2 separate regions of the Mus musculus genome follow, and region 1 is linked to region 2. Evidence: chromatin contacts called from public promoter capture Hi-C data. All regions are on one chromosome and are shown on one strand. The core of a region is the stretch at or near the end of the contact, and the rest is flanking DNA. Distances in the headings are between cores, read along the strand shown. Region 1 holds the start of Orc1 (origin recognition complex, subunit 1). Region 2 holds the start of Dhcr24 (24-dehydrocholesterol reductase).

Region 1 (7,358 bases), core at 540-3,039, 2.0 Mb before region 2:
ATGACAAGTTAGATGCCTACAGTACAAAAGGCCTGCTACCTGCTGTCCTTAGGACTTCTTTCCAGAAATCCTAATTATTCATCAACTTTCCACTGAGGAATGACACTCATATAAAAGCATGTTGAAATGCTAATACACAGCTCAATCAACTACTCTTCCACACACCCCCAACCCCCCCCCTCCATCAGCAAAATGATTTTGATTATCAGCAAAAATGGTGAATGGACTGGGGAGCCAGGAGGATTGGTTTGGCAAAGAGAAGAGTTTGACTTCTAGCGATATCCATGGAAGGACACCACAAGTCTGAACCCAGTACAGGAACCATACCCAATGCAAAAACATAAAAGGAACCTTAATAAAAGTTAAGCCCAAACTCTTGACACATGTACCTCATTTAAATCTTTAAAGTAACCCCAGAACAATGTAAATTCATAGAAGATGCTCAATAATAAATATTTGCTAATGAAAGGGAGATGTTATCTTTGTACAAGTTAAGTCTGAACAGTCAGATACCAATAAGCTACCTTACCTTATGTATCATCGTATCACCTGTGAAAATAGTATTTACTTCTGGCAGCTTATTATATACAGTAATATATACAGCTTCCCAATCAGAGTGGCAGGTCCACCGGACCCATTTCCTAATCCACAAAATGGAAAAATAGTATCTCTTTTTATTCAACCAATATTATTTGAGGCCTGTGTGCTAAGCACTGTTCTAAGATAATCAGACTAAGAGAAAATACGGTATGATAAACCAATGCCCATCCTACTGTAGCCAACTATTGAAACAATGGATTCCAAGAAGTTTGACTTGTCCCCAGAACTTCATCCTGAAGCCAGAGGAACAACTTGTCTATAGGAAGGATTAGCAACAACAGTCTGGAGGAGCCTCTCAGGAGAGGGGGCTGAGATGTGTGTCTATAAGTGTTCCAGGACAAACGGGGCTACAGAGAGAAACTCTGTTTTGAACCCCCCTCCCGCACCTTCCCCAATCTAATTCTGAAAAAACAGGGTGTGGTGGTGCATGCCATTAATTCTAGGGCCTGAGGCAGAGGCAGTCTCTAAATTCGAGACCAGCCTGGTTCTGAGCAAGCTACAGGACAGCCGGCTCTACACAGAAAAATGTCTAAAAACCATTACAGTAGAAAATAATTACGATTATTCGACTTCTATGGAAAACTAAAAAGACCTCGTGACAGGAATCTCACAGCTCAAAGCTTAGAACTCCCAATTTCTCCAATTGTTAAGAGAAGGCTAGACCCAAGAAAGTAGAATACGAGCCATTAGATGTTTTCTCCAGTGATTGGAGATGAAAGCTCACTTAAGGGCAAGCCATGTGGAGAGGAGACGCCAAAGTCCCAGAAAGTGACTTAGAGAAAGTCTGTCTCTGGGCGGAATCACCAGTAAAGCGGAGAGCAACACCAGCTCCGCGGTTCCAGAGGAAAGGTTGCGAGTGCTTTTCAGAAGCAGTGCACGCGGAGAGCCAAAGCCTTAGGCTCCCCACCGAGGGCCGGCGCCACCCGCTTCTCCGAGGTCTCCTTCAGTGCAGGAAGTGTTCCTGGAGCTCCGGGGAGGCGAGAAGGTTTACAGGCTTGCGAGCGGTGCCGGCACCGACGGCCCTAGGTGCACGTGTATGCAGTCCGTGGACAACGACCCGCACTCACCTCGCCGACGCTTTGCAGTCCAGGCACTGGAGTAGCTGGGGGACGCTCGCTCGTCCAGGTCTGGCTCCTCCGGGAGACCACGGCTACAACACGTAGTCCCAGCTCTCAGCTGACTAAGAACTGAAGGCACAGGAGAAAACTTTTCGCGCCACTAACCGAAACCCCGCCCACAGTGTGATTCTGATTGGCGTTTCGGACACTCGCCACGCCCTCCCGGGGGTTCATGACGTACTTCCGCCAATTTGCTTGGGCCCTCTCTGGTGCGGGGTGTGCGTATTCCGGCGAAAGAGTTCTACGCCACAGCTTCCGGTACGAAGCTGGTGGCTTTCCGCGGTCGCAAGGGATTCCTTAATGTTTCCCTAGCCTCCGGTAGTCCTTTTTTTTTTTTCCCTTCTTTTAAATAAATACTGAATGTGACGTATTAAGCAAGCCGACGGAAATAGAATTGAAAGAGTTCTAAAATGGCGAACCGTACAGTGAAGGATGCCCACAGCATCCATGGCACCAACCCTCAGTATCTGGTGGAGAAGATCATCCGGACGCGAATCTATGAATCAAAGTACTGGAAAGAAGAGTGTTTTGGACTTACAGGTGAGCGACAGCGCGCAGCCCGCGTCTCGGCTTACGGGTGGTTTCTTCTGTCTGAGTGAGGAAGGACGGACCCTTTGGGGGTGATACTGGAAGAGTATGTCAACTATTCATATAAACTGCTCTGTGCCTGGACTTGTACTAGACGGGACACAGACAAATCTGACACGATCTTTTTCTCTTTTCTCTTTTTTCTTTTCCGTTTTCCGAGACAGGGTTTCTCTGTAATAGCCCTGGCTGTCCTGGAGAACTGCTGGCTTCGAACTGCCTCTGTCTCCCGAGTGCTGGAATTCAAGGAATACACCAGCACCGCAGGGCTCACCGGTCTTTCCTTCTTTCTTTCTTTCTTTCTTTCTTTCTTTCTTTGGGGGGGGGGGGGGGTGGGCTCCGAGACAGGGTTTCTCTGTAGCCCTGGCTGTCCTATGTCCTGGAACTCACTTTGTAGACCAGGCTGTCCTCGAACTCGAACTCAGAAATCCGCCTGCCTCTGCCTCTGCCTCCCAAGTGCTGGGATTAAAGGCGTGCGCCACCACGTCCTGCTTGACCGGTCTTTCTTTTTTTTGTTTTGTTTTTCGAGACAGGGTTTCTCTATAGCCCTTGCTGTCCTGGAACTCACTTTGTAGACCAGGCTGGCCTCGAACTCAGAAATCCACCTGCCTCTGCCTTCGAGTGCTGGGATTAAAGGTGTGCGCCACTACACCCGGCTTGACCGGTCTTTCTTGATGCTGAAGGATTTCTTTAGTTTTTTTTTTTTTTTTTTGAGCCATTCCATTTTTTTAAATTAATTAATTTATTTGTTTATTTATTTATTGATAGTCTGCTGGGTCCTAGATTGTTTATCTCAGGGACCAGATAAGGGTTCCTTTAATGCAGCTTGAAGATGTTCAAGGAACTTCACCATTCCTATAATAAAATTCTTGCTGTTCTTAAATGGGTCAGTAGTTTCATTTTTGACCTGCTTCCCCTAGTCCTTTAGGTTTCTGTTTTGTTTTGGGGTTTTTTTGTTGTTGTTTTTTTCCCCTGAGACAGGGGGCCTTGGATGGCCTGGAACTCTCTTGAACACACAGAGATTCATCTGCCTTCCCCTTCTGGTCCCTAGGATTAAAGGCATGAGCCACCTCGCTGGCTCCTAAGTTTTTTAGAGTGGCTCTCTGTCAGCTGTCGTAGCTTTGTTCAGCTTCACCTGGTGTGACTCTGGCTGTGGTTCTTGAGCATGTAAAATCACTTAAGCTCTTTTTTGTTCTCATTATCCTTAGCTGGAAGCCAGGACAATGATTATTTGTTTTTTTGTTTTGTTTTAGACAGGGTTTCTCTGTGTAGTCCTGGCCCTGGCTGTCCAGGAACTCACTCTGTAGACCAGGCTGGCCCTGAACTCACAGAGATGTGCCTGCCTCTGTCTCCCGAGTTCCGGCATTAAAGTTGTACACCACCCCAGACCAGCATCTGGTAGTAATAAGAGGACTTTTCCCTCATAATTTGTTGTATAAAGATTGAGGACTCATGAGTCCCACCCTTCCTTGATGGACTAAACAATTAATGGAGACTGGGACGAGGGGTCTGTCTCTCTCTGTAGTGCTGTAGTTCCAGGCATATGTAGCCCTGGCTGTTCTAAAACTCACTCTGCAGACTAGGCTGCCTCAGACCCAGAGATCTGCTTACCTCTGCCTCCTGAGTGCTGGGACTGAGCAATCATCACCATGCTCAGGGTTTTTTGTTTTTTTCCTTTTTAAGGCTGTTATTAATAAGCTCTTGTTCTCTTAATATTAAATTCTTATTGACTATTTAGGAACTCTAAACCTTTAGCTATTTAACCTTCCAACCAAGAAAAACTAAGGCCAAGAAAAACTAAAGCCTTTAATATGTCTAAGATGTATGTCACTTTGTTTTTGGCTGTTTCAGCTGAACTTGTAGTGGACAAAGCCATGGAGTTAAAGTTCGTTGGTGGTGTGTATGGTGGAAACATAAAGCCAACTCCTTTTTTGTGTTTAACCTTGAAAATGCTTCAGATTCAACCTGAGAAGGATATCATTGTTGAGTTCATAAAAAATGAAGATTTCAAGTGAGTATGTTAACAAGTACAACACTTCTAGTGGTTCAGAATTGGCTTTGTTAATAGGACTGTTGTGTTTCATTTCCACACGCTTTTGCCCTTGAACTTGTATTTTGTTTGCTGTGGTAACATAGACCTAACTCCCCCTTCCCCCAAACAGATTTCACAAATTAAATAAGTATACACACATAGTATTTGTACATATGCATACATACACACATACACACAGATTCTCATCAAAGCCATATGTTGGTAGCCATCAGATGTGGGAGTCATACAACATAAGATGTTAGTTGAAAGGTTAGTTCTGTATCTTATTTAGACTTTGTTACCTATTGACTGTGACCCCATAGAATTTCTTTAATTATTTAAAGCCTATCAATGTAGGGTAAACGTAATTAGCTGTTTCATATTATCTATTCTCTAGGAATGCAGAGGCAGGTGTAGGAGGCAGGTATATTAGCTGATCCTATGCCGAACAAAATATGTTTTAAGGGCTTCACATATAGTGATTCATAGATCTGTGGCTGAGATCAAGCCTGAGGGCAGAAAAATGCCAGGGGGCTGAGTCTGATTCCTCCAATGTGAGCTGGAGAGGTAAAGCTGGCTTCAGAGGATGGTTTGGTTTGGTTTGGTTTGGTTTTTTTGAGATATTGCCTCACAATGCAGTCCTGGCTAATCTTGTATTTATGGCAGTCCTCTATCCGCTGCCTCCTGAGTACTAGGCTTCACTTAGGATTCCTGCCAGAATGCATATTCATTGCTGTACTGTTCTTCTCACATGATGAAGCTTGAATTTCAAATGGAGATTTGAGTAAGGAATTGGATATATGAGATGAAAAAGGAGGGATAATACTTAAAAAAGACAATTAGAAATTAACTTAGTAAGAACATATGCTCATACTGTTGATAACACTATAGTTTTCTTGCATTTATTTATTGCACCAAGGTAGTACATTAGGTAGCAGATTCTCCATTTTAGAGGTTGAGAAAACACGTTCAATATCTGGTACTAAAGTTAGTAATTTATGAAATCAGAATTTTAACCTCTATGACTTTGACCTTTATCTAGAACCTACATTTGTGCCTATGTATGCATGTTCTAGCATTATTATAAAATATATATTATGTTTACTGTGTTGTAAGTGTTACCTTTTTGGAATCTTAGGCTAATTCTGTAAAGTTTTACAGATGATATACCTGAAAGTTGAACAACATGTAGCAAGCCCTCACAGCTCGTGATCGGTAGATTAGGAAGTTGACTAGGTCTCCATATTTTAGCCATCATCTGTTCTACGATATCTTCAGAATTACAGCTTTATCTGATAACAAGAAGAAAAAAAAAAACCAAGAAACATTTTTACCGACTGTTGTCATGAGAAAAGCCAGTTATAAAACTCAGGAAGTCTTGAAATGGCCTGCTGTTTCACTGTACTCTCTCTGGTAGGTATGTCCGGATGCTGGGGGCACTTTACATGCGGCTCACAGGAACTGCAATTGATTGCTACAAGTACTTGGAGCCTTTGTACAATGACTATCGAAAAATCAAGAGCCAGAACCGAAATGGAGGTATGAGGCCAAGTCTCTAGACTGTTGTTCCTTGGCCTGTCACTCGTTTTCACACGCGCTGAGTGTTCCTGTGCATGGGCATTGTCGCTGTGTCCCTTCCGTCAGGGGAAGCCTTAGCCTTGGTGGGCCTTAACCCCTTGGGAACATGGCTGCCTTCCTTCCCTGCTGCATTTCATGTTAAACACTGACTTAAGTCAGATATATTTTCCACATATGCTCCATCCACAAGATGTAGAAGCTTCAAAATGGTTTCTTTATAAAACCTGCGTTAGCCTGCCCAAGGTTAGTTTCCAAATCCTACAGCTTGACATTCTTTCCCCTGCAGGCTGCTTCTCTAGGATTGTTTCCACACTATGCTGTACTCTGTAGACTAAGTGGACCTATGTTACTCATATAGGGACTCCACTGAAGATACTAAGCATATCCAAGGAGATGTTTCTATCTTTTTTTTTTTTTTTTTTTTAGGTATTTTCCTCATTTACATTTTCAATGCTATCCCAAAGGTCCCCCATACCCACCCCCCTGTTTCTATCTTTTGTAGCTACATCTTTGTTTTGCTTTGTTTTGAGGACATGTAACTCTGTACTGTAGCTGAGAATGACTTCAAACTTCTGATTCTCTGGCCTCTGCCTCTCAAATATGGGAATTACAAGAGTGCACTACCATGCATGTCTTGGGAGGGAATAGTATTGGAGAATTGAACCTAGGGAGGGCAGCATGCATGTGAGGTGAGTGCTCTGCCACTGGGCTACTGGCCTTGGCCTTGGAGATACACCTGTGCTGAGGAAGGATTTCTAGTAATATAATCAGAGACTCTCCAGTGGAGAGACACCTATCTTCTTCGGGATATAGAAGATTAACAATTTAGTGTGAGTTGAATATTCCCCTATTCAAAATGGCTTAAAACGAAAGTATTGCAGATTTCAGGGCATTTTAGATTTTAGAATGGTCATATAAACTATCAATTGATCATCTCTATCCAGAAACCTCAAATACTCCTTAGGAATTCTCAATCTGTATTATACTTTAAACTTTTATTAATTTATTTCTTCACTGAAACATATATATTGAGAGTTGGTAATATGCCAGGTGTTATGTCACTCACGAACTAGAAGCAACATGACTGTGGTATCTAAGATGCTCTGTGGTGGTCCTGTGCATGACAATATGTTGAGCAGTATCCCGGCCCACTCACTACTAGACTTAATTACACTTTCTTTGAGTAGGGTGATAGAGGTATGCGAAGTCACTTGAGCCATACAACTAAGTTAATATTGCTATGGAGATTCTAAAAAATTGTCATTTTATGTTATAAAAAAATAAATATTTTTGTTTTAATATTTTGTCTATATTGTGATTGTAAGCACGTATGTGCTATTGTGCATGTGTAGAAGTCAGACAAATCTGAGAGTTATTGGGGTTTGTTTTGTTTTGCTTTTCCTATTGTGAGTTCTAGGACTCAAACTCATATCATCAGGCATGTG
Region 2 (7,038 bases), core at 558-3,057:
TGATGGGATTTGGGGGTTAAAAAGTTCTTTGTCAAATCCTCAAGAGAGACAGAAAGGGTCCAGAAAGTAGGTAACTATTTGGGAAGCTATGGTAAGAAACTAGGCATGAGGCAACAAAATCAGAGATGGGATGGAGACACAAGGCTGAGGGGGTTGAGAGTTCAGGCTCTTACCGAAGCCAATGTTGACTGCCTGCCTTATTTATCGGTTGTGCTGTCTTGGGCACATGACTCACACTTTGAACCTCATTTTAGTAAAACTGGTACTAGACACCAGGAGGCCGTGGACTGTAAACTGCACACACGAGTGGCACAGGTATGGCGTGTAGGGCCCCATTGTTCCTTGCGCATCCTTCCATTTAGTTTAGGTTAACAACCTCTCACTAATACACTCTTGCCCCAAGGGGAGCCGTCAGGTAACAGTCCTGTCTTCTGGTGCTCACAGGACATCCAGCAGGTAAATAAATGGCAAATAGAACCTGCAGACAGACCCAAGGAAAATGGTGCAGGTGGGGGTGGAGGTGCAAAGTGATTCTGATCGATGCACCCTCTGCATCTCCTCTCCCTGGGTAAGGTCTTCTGGTCTGGAGGTCACTCTGCCTGGCACCTGCAGGCTAAGCCTGTGGTGCTCAGTCTGCAGCATACAGCAAGAAGTAAATAGAACAAGAGGGTGGTTGCCATGCGGGCAGCGGCAGGAAGCAGACGCTCTCTGAAGCCTGATGCAAGTTAGAGAGGAATATAAGGAGGGCAAAGGGAGCCCATGCTAACCCTGGATGAGGGGGAAGACGCTTCACTGTGAAGAGAAGTCTTAGCCTTGGTGCCGGCTGGCCTATATGAACTCCTCATCTACTTACTGGGACGACTACATCTGGATGCAGAATCTGCTGCACATTACACGGAATTGGGGGCTGATCCTGCCTTTTAATCTCTCTTTAAACCTCCATTGTAAAAGGATCCGAAGCACCTCGGACCGCAAAACAAACTTTCACCTCTTTCCTGCATAAGGCTCCTCTCCAAACTGACTTTCTAACCTTTTTCCTCTCATGACTGTGCTCCTCAGCTTCCTACTTCTGCTCAGCCAATCTCTCCACTTGGATCTCCCCCCTCCCCATTTCCCAGAACCACCTTCCAGAGGCCATTCCTCCTTTGGAATGTGGGGGGCCTGAGTTACCTGACTGTTGCGCACTTCCCGAGGGTTTAGGGTCCCTCGTTTTCTAGGCACTGCGCATGCCCTGCACCTAGCAGACACTTTATAAACCTAGGGTTAGGGTTCTGTTTGTTGCCCCGGTGCTTTTGCTGCTTCCGTTTCATCCTTGGACAGTCCCTTCCCCCATCACACGCCAGGTCCTTTGCGATCCCCACTCCCACGCCCATTCCTCCGGCCCCACACGCCCCCGTCGCCCAGAGAACCGCTACCCCGGCGCACAGCCGCGCCCCGCGCCGCTCACCTGTTTCTGGATGTCCCGCACGCGCTGCTCGTGCAGGCGCGGCGCACTGCTCAGCTTGAACACCACCCAGGCGCGCACGTAGTAGTAGATATCGAAGATGAGCGAGAGCGGCAGCAAGAAGAGGCACACGAACACCCAGCGCTGGTGGATGAGAACGAACTCCAACCCCTTCACTCGCACCCAGAGCAGAAAGAGCAGCGCGCACACGGCCAGCGACACGGCGGGCTCCATGGTGTCGCGGCGCACCGCGCGGAAGGGTGCGGGCTCGCGCCGCCCGTCTCCTTCGCCCGCTCCGCGCTCCGCCGGCTCAGCGCCTGCCGCCACCGCCCCGGGAGCCTGTAAGTCGGGCCCGCCGCCTCGCGATTGGCTTGGGTCGCCAAGGTTCGGTGGGCCGAGACCCAGGCGGCGACCAATGGTGAGCCGCGCCGGGGATCGGACCAGGGAGCCGCTGCGTTCATTGGCTGCGGGAACCGGGATGCTCCACCCTCTTCTAGTCGGCGTGCGAGGAGGGGCTGACCTGGGCTGGGGGCGCTGGTAGGGTCGGCAAGCGGCGGGCTTGGCGGGGTTTAGGGCTCTCGCTCTGGAGGCAGCGGGACCACCCTTGATCTCCTCCTTGGGTGGTGCCTCCCGTGGACACACGTCAAGCAGTTGTGCATTGGGTTACCTCCCCAGGGTGGGAGGCGCTCCAGACAACCACCCTGCAACCCTGGCAGGAGAGCCTCTGGCCTTGACCGGGGCAGGTCATGACACTCTGTAGGCACATGGCCAGGAGGGGGAATCCTTTCAATTTTCAGGGCGTTTACCATAAATGCATTTGAACTACCCCCCTTAGCAGTTCTGGGCCGTGGGTAGCTGGGACCCCCATTTTAAAATACGCGATGGTGAATTCCACCTGTCGAGTAATTTTAAAAAGCACAGAGGCGTTGATGGCATTCTTCCATGCTGAACCCAAAGTGGATGGAGGCTTGGAGACAGGAAGAAAGAGCTTCAAGGCGGCATGGCAGCCCTAGATTAAGAGTAAGAACCCAGCACATGGCCCCGGCCTTGCGGAGCAACCAGGCCAGGCTGCGGAACAACCTCTGACCTCGCCAGAAGCTTGAGTCCGGTGGTATTTGCACTTTCCCTGAACAGGAGGAAGCTCTGAAGATTTTTCAAACCTCCCAGGGCCTTGTCTGCTTCACGTGTCTTTCCTTCCCCCCCCCCCCCCCCTTCCACCTTTGTCCGGACACGGACTCGGGCACTCCATTCTGCCATCCTTTATAGCGCCACCTTCCACCTTCGGTGAATCTGTCCCTAGAAGGCTCTTTCCCCATTGTATCACCGAGGTAAAGCACTACACAGCCTAGAGATTCGCGAGGTGCCACTTCTAAAGCCAAGTTTATGTACTTCTTTCAGAGGCTCACAGTTCTTTCCATTTTTATATAATTGTCCCTTTATGTGTCTCTCCCTCCTACAGATGGAGCTTTAGGGCAAACAACACCTTGTTATTACAGCACTTTTGAATTTCCAATTTGTGGCATAATGACTAGGGCATTGTAAGGCACACCGTTGTTGACCAAAGGATAAGTGAAGAATGTATGTGGGAGTTCAAATATCCAATAGAAATCAAAGTTCAAAGTGAGAGGTTGTTTACCCTCAGCTTCCAAAGGGAGGAGTCCAGACTGGAACCGACCGTCCTACCCAGCTATGACAGCTACTGATAGAGCTGTCAGTAGCTTACACAAATTGAAATGTCCTTTAAGTGTAAAACACATGTTCATAATATTCATATTGACTTTGGTCAAAATGATTACATTATCTTGGGTTAATAGTAAAATTTTTATTTCTTGGTGTGCATGTATATGTGTATGTGTAGACATAACTGTGACCTCGAACACTCCTGTTTGTGCAAGGGAGGACATGTGTGCTTATGTGTGTATACAAAAGTTCAATGTCCACCCTCCTTTTTGAAACAGTGACTTTCAAAGAACCTGGAGCTTGCTAGACTGGCAGGCCAGTAATTCCTAAGGGATCCACTTTTTTTGTTTGTTTGTTTGTTTCGTTTTTTTTAAAATTTCCTTCCCAGTGCTATTGCAGGTGTTCACTGACATACCAAACTTTGGAAATAATTTTTCACAGTTTTTGTGTGTATGTGTATGCTTATGTGTGTTCATGTGTGCCATTTGAATACAGAAGCGTGTGAAGCTCGGAAGAGGGCAGTGGATTCCCTAGAGTGGGAGTTACAGACAACTGAGAGCCACCATGACGGTCCTAGGACCCACAGGCTTCTTGACTGCGGGGCTCTCTCCTGCCACCAACACCTGGCTTTTAAGGTGGATGCTGGGACCGGAACTCAGGCTTTTAAGGTGGATGCTGGGACCGGAACTCAGGTCCTCGCGCTTTTCGTGGCAAACACTTCAATGTCTAAACCATCACCCCAGCCCTGATTTCATGTTTTAAAGGTAGTTTCTAGAAACTTAAAAATGACAGGTTTGTGTCGTGCTATGTACCTAGAAGCTACAATCCAGAGAGGCTGTCAGAGAGAGCCTGTTCGGACCGTGTCCTGCCCTGGACCTGTTTGATGCAGCTGTTCAAACCAACACTTTATTTTGGAGGTTAAGTGTTCTGAGAAAAGTTCAAGTCTATTGTAATGTGAACAGCACGTCTAACTTAAAAATTAACTAGCGATGAGTATTTTGTAGAAGAAACAATGGAAATTACTAATTGGGATAGTCTTATTCTTGAGAAGAAGGAAGCCCATGGAAAGTAGATAAAAAATTTATTTTCAGGCAGCAACTGTCAGATAAAAGGAATGAAAAAGTAGTCATAGCAGTTCCTCTCTTCACAAACTCTCGTCCTCTGGGTAGCTGTCGTCTAAACAAGGAGGAGAGTCACCCGGAGCTGGGCTAGTTAATGGTGGGCTTCCCGCAGTCATGCAAGGACACAGAATGGCCTGGCACTTCAAAACCTCCCTTCTGGGCCTGTTTGGAGTTACAAACTCCTCTCTCTCTCTCTCTCTCTCTCTCTCTCACACACACACACACACACACACACACACACGAGAGAGAGAGAGAGAGAGAGAGAGAGAGAGAGAGAGAGAGAGAGAGAGAGGAAATGAAATCTTCTTGAGCCATTTATTAATTTGTCCTAAAGTCAAAATGACTGCTTTGAACCAGGAACCTGCTCATAACCACACATTAGTTACAGAGTTGATGAAGCATGAAAACAGGTCACTCAGAATGTGGGAAGAGGTGCTCTGGCCAGCATTTTGCAAGCTAACCAGAAATTAAGGACAATCCCTGTGATGGTTCAACCACAAACACTTTTCCTAAACTGCAGTTCTCCATTTCTTTTCCTGATAAACACAAACTTTTTAAACCACACAGCACCCCCCCCCCCAATTAAAGAGTTTAATAAACACCAGAGTCCTGGAATTTCTAGTATGTATATACAGTAGTTTCTCAGATCATTTGGTCTTTAAGCCAGGTTTATTCTAAGGAAATGGAGATGTTCAAACTCAAAGGTCAAGTAAATTGTGTTATTGTCTTATTTGGAGAAACAGTGAAATTGGAGTATGACTCTCACCATCTGGATCTTTCCAGTATTTGAATCTTCTCCCTTGGTTGGGTGGGTCATCATTTCCTGTGGCTCCACTCAACAGATATAAAGTAAGCATTCTTTTTTTAAAAATTTATTTATTATATATAAGTACACTGTAGCTGACTTCAGACACAACAGAAGAGGGTGTCAGATCTCATTACAGATGGTTGGGCGCCACCATATGGTTGGTGGGATTTGAACTCAGGACTTCTGGAAGAGCAGACAGTGCTCTTAACCACTGAACCATCTCTCCAACCCTAAAGTAAGCATTCTTTATTCTCCCCGCCCCCCCCCTTCCCTTCTCCCTCTTTATCCGGCCCCACTCATTCCGGGCCAAAGGTTGTTTATTTCTCATTACAGGTGGTTGCTGGAATTTGAACTCATGACCTCCAGAAGAGCAGTCGGACCACTGAGCCATCTCATCAGCCCTAAAGTAGGCATTCTTAAAGTTTGGATTGAAGACTAGTTACACAGGAATGCTTGCTAAATTATACTCTAGACTGCCACAGCTCACTGAATCTAAACTTCCAACAATGACCTTTCTTTCCTTCTTCCTTCCTCCCTTTATTTCATTCATTCATTCTTTCTTTTTCTCTTTCTTTTTTTCATTTCTTTTTCTTTTTGTTCTGGACATCAAACATAGGACTCTGTGTATGCTAGACATGTACTCTATCATTGGGCTACATCCCCAGCACCTTAGTAGGAACAACAGTCACATTATTTCTCTTCCTTTGGCCCCTCCTTCTCCCCCTTGTCTTCCTCCTCCTTTTTTTCCCCAAAGATGTATTTATTATATGTGAGTACACTGTAGCTGTTTTCAGACACACCAGAAGAGGGCATCTGATCTCATTACAGATGGTTACATGAGCCACCATGTGGTTTCTGGGATTTGAACTCAGGGCCTCTAGAAGAACAGTCAGTGCTCTTATCTGCTGAGCCAACTCTCCAGCTGGTTATGAGCCATCATGTGGTTGCTGGGATTTGAACTCACGACCTTCAGAAGAGCAGTTGGTGCTCTTAGCCGCTGAGCCATCTCTCCAGCCCTCCTTCTCCTTTTTCTTTATTCAATGTCAGTACTCATTTAACTGTAACATCAACCATTGGTGGGGATTTAATATTTTCTCTAATTATCAAATTGTTACTGGTCTACTAAACCATCACCAGCAGAACTAGTCCTGGCATCATGGAACTGTCTCGGGACTGAATGGAGAATTCCACTGTTACCGTCTGTATATGACAGAGAACAGGGAAGGAAGCTGAGGACACAGTATATCCAGGACAACTGGAGGAGGACTAAGGAAGCTGCTGGCAGTCATGGGCATGGCTGCGTGTTCTTGTAACCGCAGCATCAGGGGAGGAGATGGTGGACCCCAAAAGCTTGCTAGACAGACAGTCTAACTAGAAGTGGGGACTGTCTGGTTCAGTGAGGCATCTGTCTCAAGTCACTAAGGTTCTGCTCTGGCCTCCACATGTGAGTGCATGGTTGGGGACACACTCATGTATGTAACACACAGTGAGAGGCATGTATGAATGCACATACAGGCCTGTACACATGCATACACAGAGGCATGTACACACAGAGAGGCATGTATACACACACACACACACGCACACACACGTATGCATGTACACACATGCAGTGCTGGCACACTCTTCTTTCCTGTATAGCAAGAACTAGCACCAGCGACAGGGGGGCTTGTCATATAAAGTCTTTATAAATAGGCTTAAAATGAACAACTGACTGAGAGTGTGTTTGGGGCTCTTCAAGATGTCCTCTTTAATGTTTACAGGGCTGCAGAGGGTGTCTTCACCCAGAAGGAGTAAGAGTACCTCATCAGAGAGGGAGGAAAGACGCTGGTATGAATGACTTGGTGATTGGGATGCAGGTGCCAGGATGGAGGCAGGCGCTCCAGACTGCCTGTCATTTACCACTGTCGCATCTCCCTGATCTTCTGCTCTCTGGGTACAAGTCCCTTTGGCCTGCACTTGAGAGGGATTTTTGTTTGTTTGTT

What was found. Promoter capture Hi-C pulls out the DNA fragments that hold promoters and counts their contacts.
Region 1: a promoter capture Hi-C map of hippocampal neurons shows a contact between it and region 2, with 3 times the contacts expected there. The contact joins the promoter of Orc1 here to the promoter of Dhcr24 in region 2. A contact is called at or near these places in 2 of 39 promoter capture datasets (hippocampal neurons and pre-B cells).

The regions. Positions count from the first base shown.
Region 1 is chr4:108,573,885-108,581,242 of GRCm38.p6, reverse strand. Orc1 (origin recognition complex, subunit 1) reads right to left here and starts at 1,789. Exons shown (of 17, transcript NM_011015.2): 1 at 1,668-1,789. Prpf38a (PRP38 pre-mRNA processing factor 38 (yeast) domain containing A) reads left to right here and starts at 1,907. Exons shown (of 10, transcript NM_172697.3): 1 at 1,907-2,258; 2 at 4,155-4,314; 3 at 5,753-5,874. The coding sequence starts at 2,129.
Region 2 is chr4:106,555,807-106,562,844 of GRCm38.p6, reverse strand. Dhcr24 (24-dehydrocholesterol reductase) reads right to left here and starts at 1,807. Exons shown (of 9, transcript NM_053272.2): 1 at 1,448-1,807. The coding sequence starts at 1,678.